2 separate regions of the Rattus norvegicus genome follow, and region 2 is linked to region 1. The links are chromatin contacts, called in public Hi-C maps. All regions are on one chromosome and are shown on one strand. Each heading gives the region's core, a stretch centred on a gene start, on an enhancer-like site or on the middle of the called end of the contact. The rest is flanking DNA. Distances are from core to core; before and after follow the strand shown. Region 1 overlaps Zp1 (zona pellucida glycoprotein 1). Region 2 holds the start of Ccdc86 (coiled-coil domain containing 86).

Region 1 (6,150 bases), core at 1,414-3,913:
AATCTGATGGACTGCAAGCAGCCCTGCTTCTTACTCAGGAATGGTGGCCCGCCTTCCTCCCCATCAGCTCTGATTTCCCTTGTTATAGGCCCAGGCTACCAGGTGGAAATGAGAGGAAGAAGGGGAGCTGTTTCCTTCTGAGCTCAATTCATAAGATTTGGTATCTAGGAATGTGTCTTCCACCATCGAGACTGAGTTCAACAGAAAGCTATAAAACACAGATGCTTGAAATGATACAGGATGAGGCTCTGGGAACTGTCACTCAGCTGACAGTGCTGAGAGTGTAGGAAAGCTAGTTTTGCAGAGAGCTTTGTGGTGTTTACGTGTTTTGGTTCACAGAACCGTTTGATAGGGAGGTATTGACAGAACCTGTAAACCATTTCATTGAGTACGAAGTTCCCTATCAGAAATCGTGCTCATGGACTGAGCAAACCTTTGCACTGGTAAAATAAGAGCTCCAAAGGGCAAATGGGTATGTTTATGGTTCTACAGGAGGTCTGCCATAGTCAAAGATAAAAATGAGAGGGAAATGGGACACGAAGGAAACCCCATGGCCAGTTGCTGGGAACGATGAACAAGTTCAAAGCCTCTGGGTTTCTGAATGCTCTGTGTACAAAGAAATGGAGATGGACCCCAGCAGGTTGAAGATGCAAGCGGCTATGGAAATGCAAAGCTAACAGCAGAATCACTTTAGTGCTGCCTCTGGTGCACGATCTGGAGGGGCAGAGAGGGCGGATCTCAGCCCACAGTCAGAAGGGATGTGGCTTCTGTCTGGCCCAGGAGTTCTATCTAAGAATTTCTTCTAAGAAAGCAGCTCGCCAAGAGGTCCACACTTACATAACTGCATTCACACTTGATACCTGACGTGATAGGCCCAGTTTCCTCTAACAGATCAGATGTGTCCTAGTTCAATAGAAAGCCATAAAACACAGATGCTTGAAATGATACGGGATGAGGCACTGGGGCTGGGAGCGTAGCTCACTCAGCTGACAGTGCTTTCCCTACCTGTACCCAGTACTGAGTGAAATCAGGCACAGGGCTGTAATCTCAGCAGGAGGCTCAGAAGTTCAAGGCCATCAGGTTGGCCTCGGTTCTAGCAGATCCTGTGTCAAAAAAATGAGGATAAATATTTAGAATGTAGTTAGAGATGATGCTGGCTTAGTTAAGTGGTGATTGTGAGCTCTCCAAAATATACATTATACATTTTCATAATTACACACACACACACACACACACACACACACACACACACACGTAATAACAGAGGCAGAGAATTGGAAAGAACAAGGGTTTATATGGGGAGAGGAAAGGGAAGAGGAAAATTCAATTTTCTCAAAAAATAAAAAACATAAGGGGTCAGCAAGATGGTTCAGTGGGTCAGGTGCTGGGTCTGTAAGGCAGACAATCTGGATTTGATCCCCAGAATCCATATAGAGGTAGGAGAGAACTGACTGGACCGTTACTCTCTGGCCTCCATGTATACGCCATGCCATGCCTTATCCTCCAGTGTGTATACACAGTGGTAAGTAGGAAACAAAACAAAAGAATGGTTCAAGCATTTACTGTTCTGTTTTTAGCTTGGAAGGGACTCCTCTGGCACCCGTTGGGTGAGTAATGCTCTTGTTTAAACGGTGTGGACGCCAATCCTACTCCAGCTCGGCAGGAGAAGTTGATGGAATCAGCTTTCTCTCCCAGCCATGCTGATTCTCCTGCCATGAATATATCCTACACTGGCCTGCGCCATGATGTCACTAGTCACAGCTGGGAGGCAGCCTCAAGAAGGGACGTTTGCGGGCTGGAGAGATGGCTCAGTGGTTAAGAGCACCCGACTGCTCTTACAGAGGTCCTGAGTTCAATTCCCAGCAACCACATGGTGGCTCACAACCATCTGTAAAGAGATCCGATGCCCTCTTCTGGTGTATCTGAAGACAGCTACAGTGTACTCATATATAATAAATGAATAAATAAATCTTTAAAAAAAAACTTAAAAAAAAAAAAAAGAAGGGACGTTTGCTTTATGGCCAGTATCTGGTCTCCAGCCCTGGCTGGTGCGCTCCTGGTGGTGTGCTGCCTCTTCTAGAAAAGAAAAAAAAAAAAATGGAGTTTTCCCAGTGCCGGGTCTTGGTTGTGGATTTGACCTCAAACCCAAACAAAACTAAAAACAACAAAAACAAAAAACTAAGTAAGCAATAGCTTGGAGTATGAAGAAGAGAAATTCCAGTCAGTGGCTAATATCCGCAAAGTGCTGGCTGGTATCACATGATTCTAGGTCTCTTTATCAACTGGTTTGCATTGGTATTCCTGTGGATTAGACACTAGTCTCATTAACAAGATAAAACAGACTCAGGGAAGTGCAACAACTGCCACAAGGCCCAGGGAGAAGCAAAGGTGCCCTGAGTCAGGTATTGGAGGCCCATGTTTATCCTGGAAAGGTGGAATAAGCCTAAACTAGGGTGGAGAAGGGACCTTGTGTCAAACGAGGGTTGCTGGCTTGTTGCCTTTGTGGCAGCTAAGCTCATATCCTGCCAGAGGCCCAGAGATTTCTCTAGCTTCTCCAGATTCTTCTTGTATCCCTTGCTGAACTGGCTTCCCTCCCAGCCTACATCAATCAGTATGCTATTGATTGATGAGAACATAGCCTGGCCCTGACCTATGGGATGATGGCTATTCCTAAGTGGCAGGAAAGATCAAGGCCAGCCTGTTGCTACCCTGTGCTGCCAGTAGGCTCTGCATAGGTTGGCTTTGGGAGGCTGGGAGTCAGCTGTGTACATCCCGTATCCTTTGGTGGATGCAGTGGGACTGGGGAGTTAGTTCAGGCTTGATGATTCTGCTGTCCGTGGGACTTCTGACTTCCTCCGGTCGGGAAGGCAGCTTTGCGGGTGCTCTGAGGACACCCACATCTAGATAAGTTCCTGCTAGGCCATCAGCTCCCAGCTGCTATTTGCTGACTGCCAGGTTTTAAATGTTCCCTCCTACATCTCTGCTTTTGCTCTTGTGCCTGAATGACCACCTTCCCTTGCCTAGTGGCATTCTCTCCATACCCTGCCCTGGGAAAGAGAAATGCCAGGCTGTGGCATATGTTAAGTTGCTTTGAGGATGGCATTAGATTTCATTGTGTGGGTTAGTGGGATTCAGCCCACAAAAGAAAAAAAAAAAAAAACCCGACAACTTGAGTTCCATCTCTTGTGCTCATTTAAAGGTAAAAGGAGAGAACTGACCCCATAGTGTGTCTTCTGACTCCCACACATGTTCACCTCTCCCCTAGGAACAAAACGTTTTGTCAATTGTTCCACGTAGTCTTTAGTTTTTTGGGACGGTCTTATGACCTTGGCTGTACAGAAAGTCAGAAGTAGACCATGTTGACCTCAAACTCAGATCTGCCTGCTCTGCCCCTGCTGGGATTAAAGGCAGGGGCCACCATGCTCAGTTTTCCTGTAGCCTATTGATCCAGTCAGGAATGTGGTAAACCTGAGACTGGAAAGCTACACACAAGTAACCTACTGGCATGAATGTCCGGTTTTAGTTGTTTCGAGCAGGAGTTACAACTATAAATTAGTGGCAGAGGTCATGAGGTGACTTCCTCACATAAAGACACTTGCTCTGCAAGTGTCCCAAGTTCAAATCCCAGAACCCGTGTCAAGGGGGAAGGAGAGAAATGACTCCACAAAGTTGTCCTCTGACCTCTACATGTACAAGTTAAAAAAAAGTTAAAAGATTAAAATAGTGGTTAAAAAGGCAGTACAGGGAATATGTAAGTCAGTTTTCAGTCCTTTGATGTAGTCAAGTATTCTGTACTGTGTGTATGCTTGCACATACATGCTCTACTAGTATATACACTCGGCACAAGCTTATACATATCTGTGGCACTGCATCTCACTGTTATGGTGGCTGTGACATCATGAGTGACAGGAACATCTCACCTCTGTGGTAATTTAACAGAGAAGCTGCCATAAATGGTGAAATATAACATGACTGTATAATAGGGGTCACGATTCTGAAAGGACACTACTGACTCCCAGGAACAAGTTTCTCATGTGGTTCACCCCTGTAATCCCAGCACGCTGAGGCAGAAGAATCACTGGGTTCAAAACCAGTCTTAGCTGTAGAGTGAGAAGACCCTGTTCCTCCTCAAACACCCTACACTCTTGGAAAAGACATACATCAGGTTTGTAAATAACTTCCCCACATCAGCTTTCAGTTTTCAAACAATGGTTTATTGAGCCCATTTAATTTCCGGTGCCTTCCCAGAACTTCTAGGCCCAGGCCCAGGCCCAGCTCAGACCCACCAAGACACCATCCCCCAGGACTAGGGTGAGGGCCAGCAGTTGGAGCACCCAGAGTAAGGGTCTTGAACCGGAGTTCCTGGTGGAACCTGTCAGAGAAGCAGGGGGAGGGTTGCCTGGAGCAGTCTGTCTGTAGATAGGGGCTGGGCAATTTTTACTTAGTTCCTCATTTAGTGGAGATTACACCACACCTCTGCCTTCCTTACACACGACCAGAGCTTCCCTGTTTCATCAGCATTTTTATAGAGAGGGCCGTGACCCTCAGGGGCACCCCAAACCCTGGTACCTGAAGGCTCCAGTTTAGGAGCATCCTCAAAGCCCACTGCTCCTGGAGAGCTCACAATGTCCAGGGCCCGGATAGTGCTATTGTGGTGACCAGAGGATCGTCGATGCCCTGCCCAGGAGAAAAGCTGTCTGGCCTCCAACCTCTACTGAGAGGCAGCTACGGGTGCAAAAGTGCATCAAAAAACCCAAATACCCCCAGACTCACTTGCTATCTCAGAATCACATGTGGTAGAGCACGTCTCGGACCCCACAGGGTGGCAGGCAGAGGCACTACAGAAGAAATAGACCTGGTAGAAGGAAACAGAGTCAAGGGGTGGCCTAGGTTTGTACAGCTAGGCTGGAAGCACAGAGGCAGGGTTGAAAGATTCAGGTGCAGGGCTGTGTTAGTGCAGGGAGAGAGATGGGTGAGCAGAGACTATGACCACAGCTACCCTACACTGGTGGGGATGGAAACTGTGGTGTTCTCAATTTGGAGTTCAGCCCTTCTGCTTCCTGAGCCCCAAAACCTGTAGCAGAAGACACTCCCTACAGGCAGGCACTGTGGCACTCAAGAGAGCTACAGTCCTCTGTCCCATCCTTTGCCTTCTGCCCCCAGGAGCAGCTAACAGAGAAGAGGTAAGGTTTGGCCACAGTGCCAGCCAACATGTCTGCTGTCCTCTCTTTACTCCTGCAGACAATACCTGGAGGCAGAGAAGACAAGGCACCCCTGCTTCCAGAAACAGCTCAGGGGAGGGGACCAGAAGCAGCGTCAGTCTGCCATGGTCACCTTCATGTAACCATGAAGGACAGAGCCTCTTGGCTTGGGAAGCAGCACACAAGCAACGTAGCGATGCCACCCTCGGCGTTGCCTACCAGTGGGACCAGCCACATCTGATTAGTTAAGGGCAGGGATAGAACATGAGAGATCTGTGAACATGTTGTACTATCTATCACGGGTTGGACCATACTAGCATGTTTCCTGTGGTGCTATGTGTACACCATACAGAAAAGCTTAAGGTTTAAAGACTCTAAGTACATCCATTTTTATCTTCTGGCGACGCTGCTATTATGCTAAAAACCAAAGCAGAAAACCAAGGCACACGTTATCATTTCTAGAATCAGATGTGAGACCACACAAGAACAAACACCAGAGCTGGTGCTGAGATTTCATGTTGATTGTAGCCACAGTCAGTGTTTCCTTCTATCTTTCCGATGTTTCGCATCTGTGTGTATGTAGAGGAACGTGCATGCCACAGCACACACGTGAGGGCCAGAGACAGATCCTGGGAGCCAGTTCTCTCTGTCACAATGTGACTCCACTCAGGGATTGAACTTAGGTCAGCAGGCTCGGCAGTAATTACCTTTACCTTCTGAGCCATGGTGTCAGCTACCTCTTCCCATCCCAAATTGTGTGTGGGTCAGCGTTCTGAAGACCTCATTTTCCCCAACACTTGAAACAGCTGGGATCTCAGCATTAGCTTGTAGGGTGTGGGAAGGATGTGGTGACCAGCTAGCTATCACTCAGCAGGTAGCATGGGACATGAGAAACAGAAAAGGTCTTCCTAACCAACCTGTCCCCGAAGGGCATTCTGGGAGCTGGAGT
Region 2 (6,587 bases), core at 398-2,897, 37 kb after region 1:
TAACAAAATGACATCTGTAAAGTGCCTGCACAAAGCCTGGCACAGTCCATCATCCGTCAATGTCATCCTCTTAAAATCTCTGATGCCCTGTTCTCTTACGAATTCTTGTCTTTGGCCAGTAGCTGATACTTCAACCCTACTTCTTCTCCAGAGCTGAAATTTCAACTGAACCCACTTCTCTTTCCCTGCTGCCTAAACAATGCCCTTCATATAAGCCTCCTCATTCCTTTACTGAAAAATATAAACTCAGCATTACCATGCCCCAGCACTGAAAGGACAAGGAAGACCCCATGTCTTAAGAAGGCTGCAACCCAAGTGAAGCTGGTCAACAGAAGCAGGTTAATGGGTTCCGCTCACTCGCTTTGCGGTCAAATCTATGCTCCCATCCCGTGTCTCAATTAGCCTCCGTGAGCCTTGTTTTCTTCAGATGTACAATATTAATACTAGTAACACCTGCTCCAAAGGGGAAAGATTAAATGTGATTACATGTGTGGCTGGCTATGAAAGACTCACTCTCTGGCCATCCCTAAGGAAGTGACACAGAACCAGTGATGATATTTTACAGTAAAAAGGATCTCACTATAATGGCTGCCTTTCTTGCTCTGCTTCCCTCACTAGATGTGGCAGACAAGGTGGCACATGCCTTCAAACCCAGCACTAGGAAGGCAGAAGCAAGCATATCTCTGTGAATTTCAGGACAGCCATTGTCACACAGTGAGACCCTGCCTCGCAATAAAAAAAGGGAAGGAAAGGAAGTTCAAAAGAACACCTCAAGACCACTGAGGATCTCCCTTAGGCATTTTGACATGATCCTGTTTGTTAATTTTACTCGGGTGAGCTCTTTCAAGTCTGGGATTTCATTCAGGCGAAGGCAAGGTCCAAATGCACGGAGAACCCAACACATCGCCCATGCTGTCCTCACTTTACCTCTTCTTGGAGCGGTCTTTCCACACACGCCCGGATTTGGGCTTCCCCTTCGGAATTACAGGAAGCTCCTCCTTCAGTTTCTTGGACGCTGGGGCCTGGGGAGAAGCTATAACTCGCTTCTTTAGGTCGAGACTTCCGGTCACTGACTCTCCAGCCGGAGGTAGCTTGCTTGGCTCCAGCTGGCGCTCTGGGGAGCTAGGTGCCTGGAATGCCAGCTCCTGTGCTGGCTGGGAGGGCTCGGGACCCGGTGCTTGCTGACCCGGGCAAGGCTCGGGAGATCTTGGGATCACCTCCTCCTTAGCGTGGGCTACCTCAGAGTCCTGTGTGGGAGATAATTTGGATGACTGCTCTCGTTGCGGGGATTCCGGATTCGACTCTGTCTGTCCTGCAGGTGAATCCAGGCCCAGATCTTGATGAAGTTGAAGGGACCCAGGGTGAGGCTCTGGTTGCCTTTGTGGGGACCCAAAGCCTGCATCCTGTTTAGGACAGGGTGATTCGGGGCTAGTCTCCGGCTGAGGTTGGGGAGACACAAGGTCCAGTGGCGGAACTCTCGGAGACTCGAGCTCTCTTGTTTCTTCTGGGTTCGACTTGAAATCTACAAGAGCCCGTTTGGCCCGAGAGACTTCGGGGTCAGGAAGGTTCTCCAGAGACAGAGGGTTTAGGCCTTCCAGCCGCCGGCTGCGCCTCAGCGGCGTACCCATGGCTCACGTGTAGTCTCCGTAGCCTTCAGAATCGTCGGCGCCTTCATATGACGTCAGACTCGTCTATTTCCGTACCGGGCAGGAAGTGCGCACTGGCGGTAGAGTGATGCGTGGAAAAGCAGGGGATGTTTGTCCCGGGGGCTGGGCTTAGTAGACGCATGCGTGTTGTGTCTGGTTGCTGGGTTTCCGCGATGCGGTTTTTTTTTTTTTTTTTTTTTTTTTTTTTGGTCGTTTTTGTTTTTGTAAACCGCGAGTTCTAGGTGCAAGAGAAGCGGGGTTGGAGTGGGGTATACCTTTTCTTTTTTCCCTGAGAGAAGAGGTTGGCAAAAAGGCGGAGGGAGTTTGTAGGCAGAGCTGAGCGTGTTAATTTACTCTGGAACAGCTGGGCCCGCATACGTCACGTTTTCTTTTGTTTTATCTTTTGTAATAGTAGCTTTGCGCAGTGTAACAAAGGAGGAGGCCCTGGGGGTCTGCATGAGTGGGAAATCTTCAATTTTTGAGTTTTCTTAAACGTTCTCACCCTTACCATCTCTTTTACTACTGTGCCCAGATATGCTTCAACAGTTTCAATCAGCGAAGTGTCAGGTCTGAGGCCCAGAAAACCCTGACTGCTTTGTTGTCAATGTTGGGGGGTCACAGCGTGTGCCCGAAGTCAGGTCTGGCTACCCCATCGTCAACAAACCACCGGAAAGAGCCAAATTAAAATTGGAAAGCTTTAGAAAAAGAATTATTCAAATGGCCATACTGGGAAGAGAGGCAAAGAGATTCTGTGAATCACCCAAATTCGACCTCAGGGTTCTAAAGTTAGATAGAAAGTTTAGATAGAGGGCCAAGGATAAATACATTTAAGTAGTCCTTATCAAGGTATGACTCTGTCCACCATTGCCCCACCATTATCTGGGTTTTAGTCTCATCCTGTAGGTGGTCTGACAAGCTCTTTCCAGGGGACAAATTTCCCCTCTGGCTGGTACCCGTTTTTGTCTCCCCTCTGGCTGGTACCCTTTTTTCTTCTCCCAGCATGAGAATTCTGAGAAAATTCCCATTTCTTTGGAGTCCACTGTTTGTTTGATTGTCTGATAGGCAAAAGTGTCTCTTTAGAATACCTTCATTTCTGCCAGGATGGTTACATGCTGACCCAGGAGGAGGCAAGGAAGATGTAGAGCCAGAGAAAAGTTTCTGCAGGGTAGAAAGTGGATGCCCAATTCTTGGACACACCCCCTAGGCACTGCACACATGGTCTCAGATGCATACTGATGGAGTTAACCTGAGTCCACCCTTAGGGTTAGGGAATAGCACAGCTTCTCCATGTCACTAAGAACAATTGCACCCTGGTGTTGTAATTATATGTCAGCTCCTGCCTCCCCAGTAATGGCTCAGAGCCCTCATGTCCCTGATTTAAGGGGAGCTGCAGGGAGTTGTGGTTTTCTCCAGGCTGCCTCAGACCCCCAACCCCCTTCCTGTCTCTTGCCTCTATCTGGTCACTTGCAAATATTGATTAGAGCACATCCTGGGTCTACTTAAATAATTCAGGTCTAATTTTGTGTCTCTTCCAGGGATGGAGCGTGAGAGTGTGTGTGTGTATGTGTGTGTGTGTGTGTGTGTGTGTGTGTGTGTGTGTGTGTGTGTGTGTAGGAGAGATTGATTTTGGACAGAAGACGTTGGATGTGCCTTTAACATCTGTGCAAGGTTCCACTTGAGCCCAGCCTGGTTTATCACTGTATGCACCGGTCAGGGAAGACTCCTGAAATTTTCAGAGTAGGTAGCTTTCTTCCTCAGTTCCATCTAGTAGTAGGATAAGAAGGGGCTCCCCCACCCCTCAAGAGACCTCAGCAGGGTTTAGCCCCAGGTTCTTGTGAAGGTAATCTGGTAATTCATGTGCCCTCAGGCTTTTCCCTGGCTCACTTTCCCATTCACCCATTGTTGCTTCTGGGGGGGGGGCACTTTGTAAACATTATTTGCATATAAATCCTCATTTTAAGTGTTGGCTCTTGTTAGCTATCAAAAGATCTCCAGAACCTTGACTCTCCTGGCAGAACAGTGAGATGGGGGTGGGGTTGGAGTGGGAGGACTAATAAAGGTCTGTCTCTTTCTTTGTGTTTGAATGTCTGGGCTTGTCTTTCAATCTCTCTCTCTCTCTCTCTCTCTCTCTTACCTGTGGCCATTTACCTCTGCCAGGGCAAAGTGAGAGAGTACCAGACTGACTGTCCTTGTCTCTTGACTCAAGCTTGCAAATCACTATGCTCTTGCTTGTATAAATTGCATGTGCCCATCTGTGTGTATCTGTGCACCTCTATGTGTGCATCTGTTAGTGCAGACTATTGTTCTAGGATAGACAATCATCCTCCTGGTTTGGTATTCCAGGGGACTAAAGAACTCCAGGAGACCCCTTGTAGGCAACAAGTGTTTACTTAATGCTGGGGATTTCAAAACTCAACCGTGCTGCCCTGGTAGGATGAATGATTGAAGTCTAGGAGAATATCTGATCCATATCATGGGTCCATTTGTAGGCACTGGTTTCCTTCAGTCAGCAGATCTTAGGTTACATAAATAAACCAGGTCTTGCCCTGTCAGCACCTCATGGCATGTGTGACACTCAACCCCTCCAGTGCACAGACCAGGAGCAGTTAGGGACAGAAATGTCTGCAGGAGGGGCCGTTGCCAGGCAACTAAACCTTCCCTCTCTGTGACTAATCCTGGCTCACAGTGTCACTCTCTGCCTGGCTTTGGACAACTGCTTTATCCTTTCTGTGTCTTGGTTATCTTCTGGGAACAGGGAGATTTACTATGAAAAACTGAGGCTTTGGAGTCAGACTGGCCAGGCTCCCACCTCTACTTAATTGCTACGTGATCTTTATGAGTACCCAAGCCTCCCTGTGCTTCAGTTTCTTTATTAATAAAAATAGTCACAAGAACAGCACAACTGCCTCCCAGGGTTGTGCAGAGTAAACAGAGCTGCACAGCACATACCCGGCAGCTGGCTCCTCTCTGCTACTCACAGTTGCTTACATATTCAAAGACAGGTTTCCTATAGCTTTTCTAGAATCCTCTTTCAGTCAGGCTGAAATCTCTCCAACTGTCCCCCAGTTCTCCAAAGGCCTCCTTCTCCCTCCCCCAGAACCAACTGCCCTCGGCACTATGGGTTCATTATCTTTCTACTCCACAGTTCCCAGTGGTATGACCAGCTCCCCCATACTCTTCCTGGCAGTAAGCCGCCATGTAGGTCTCCAGTGGGAAATGTCCACTGGAGCTCCAGCTGTCTCTTGGTGTTATTTTAGATACTGTAAATTTTCCTCCCCTCCCCTTCCCTTACCTTTCCTTTCTCCTCGTCCCTATTTTCACGACTTTCTTCTCCTCCCTGCCTGAAACCATCTTGATTAGCTCATGGCAATCTGCCTATCTCATCCTCCTCCTGAGTGCGTGCTACAGATGGGAGCCACCATGCCTGGCTAGTACAGGACCTCTGTTGAGTTGTTTTGGGGTCTAGCTCCTCTGATGTAACCCTTGATCCACCTCCTGTTTGGCAAGTGTGCATAGCTATTTTCAGGTGTATGCCATGAGTTGTTCCACAGAGCACAGGGAGCAGGACAGGGGTCAGCTCTTACTGAGAGCGCTCATCTCAGCCTCTATCCCTTTGACCCATGAGATGGGGAAGGAGGGCCTGAGTGGGAGGAGAAGCCTACAACCGTTCAGTTGTGGCACTCACAGGGTTCTGGGAAGCTGCTGGGTTAGGGAAGGGTCACTCCAAAGCTCTCTGGTACCTGCTGCTCAGGGTGGAGATCAGAGCTTATCTGCAGATCTCAAAGTATCTGTAGGTTTTGCCAAAACGAGAAGGGACACTGCTGCCATCCCTCGGTCTGCAGAGGGGAGGGAAGCTTGTATGTGTGGGTGTGTGCGAGGAATCTTATAGCATGCTCCTTGACGTGAACAGGTCAGAGAAGGGGTTAGACATGGCCTGAGCAGGTAGAAGAGGGGACTCTAAGAAGGTGAACATTTCACATCCCATCCTCTCCCTACTGTATCTAAGAACATTTCTGATTCAGTAAGAATCGGTCAAACTCCAGGTGTGTCCAAGCCTTAGAGGTTAGGATTCAGTATGCTTGGTATGGGGCCATGGGCTTGGGTTTCTAGCAAACTCTCAGGTGTTGCTGCTGGTGGTAGTGGTGCAGGCAGTGGGGCGGTGCTGGTGCTGGTGGTCCACAGACCATACCCTGAGGATCCGTGTACTAGAGAAAGGGGTGAAGGAACCCTGAAGAGCCTGCCTTCTTTGCCTTCCCAGTGCAGAGGTTGTGTTCATTAGCACCCTATCATTTACCAAGAACTGATTATTTTCCCTGTGCCCAATAAACAACAGGGGAACAGGTAGTCATGGTCCCTGCCTCGAAGGAACGTATATCACTTTGGGGGTTCCTCTGGAGAACACAAGTCTGAAAGCCCTGAGGTCCTTTGAGCAGGAATGAGTTTCACCAATAAACAGGGGAGGTAATGGCATCTCAGGTCATAAGGCTTGATAAAAGTCCACTCAAATGTGACTTTAACTCAGACTCCTCAGTTTGAGATCTCGCCCCATCACCTAATTGGGATGGGTAGGATTCACTCCCAGAAGTTCGTGGGGACTTGAATGGGATAGTGACAGAGACCCTGTACACATTACCAGAGGGTGTTAGCTGGGGCTTGTGTGTAAAAGGAGAGCTCATCAGAAAGACAGGTAATATCTTTCTGCATGTGCCAGCATTGTACATGCAGTTCTCAGGATCTGGTCAATGACAGAGTTTCAGAATAAGTCACTTCCCTCTTCCCTTCTGTTTAGTAGCCTAACCTCATTTCCTCTGCATCTGGCTTCTTGACAGCCCTGTTTTCCTCACAGTGTGATATCCACTTCAGTGGTGGTTGTCCCTCTCAGTCAGTGTGGTGGCCTCATCTCCACAACAACCCTTGGAGATGCTGTCTTTTTGTGATGCT

Evidence for each region. Hi-C and Micro-C count contacts between places; a contact is called where the count stands out from the background.
Region 2: a Hi-C map of liver shows a contact between it and region 1, with 2.4 times the contacts expected there. The contact joins the promoter of Ccdc86 here to the enhancer-like site in region 1. A contact is called at or near these places in 8 of 12 Hi-C or Micro-C datasets (the Rat2 cell line, Schwann cells, hepatocytes and 3 more) and 1 of 1 datasets of contacts at active chromatin or transcription factors (oligodendrocytes).

Annotation. Positions count from the first base shown.
Region 1 is chr1:216,981,573-216,987,722 of GRCr8, forward strand. Zp1 (zona pellucida glycoprotein 1) reads right to left here. Exons shown (of 12, transcript NM_053509.1): 9 at 6,119-6,150; 10 at 4,774-4,855; 11 at 4,570-4,677; 12 at 4,196-4,372. The coding sequence ends at 4,254. Among named protein-coding and RNA genes, the nearest start is that of Zp1, 7.5 kb to the right of the region's middle. Within about 2 kb of position 2,664, at least 2 of the 93 cell types and tissues checked have an H3K27ac peak or open chromatin away from gene starts, as enhancers often do. A contact at or near this core is called in liver, where this site is marked.
Region 2 is chr1:217,019,792-217,026,378 of GRCr8, forward strand. Ccdc86 (coiled-coil domain containing 86) reads right to left here and starts at 1,648. Exons shown (of 4, transcript NM_001006974.3): 1 at 928-1,648. The coding sequence starts at 1,628.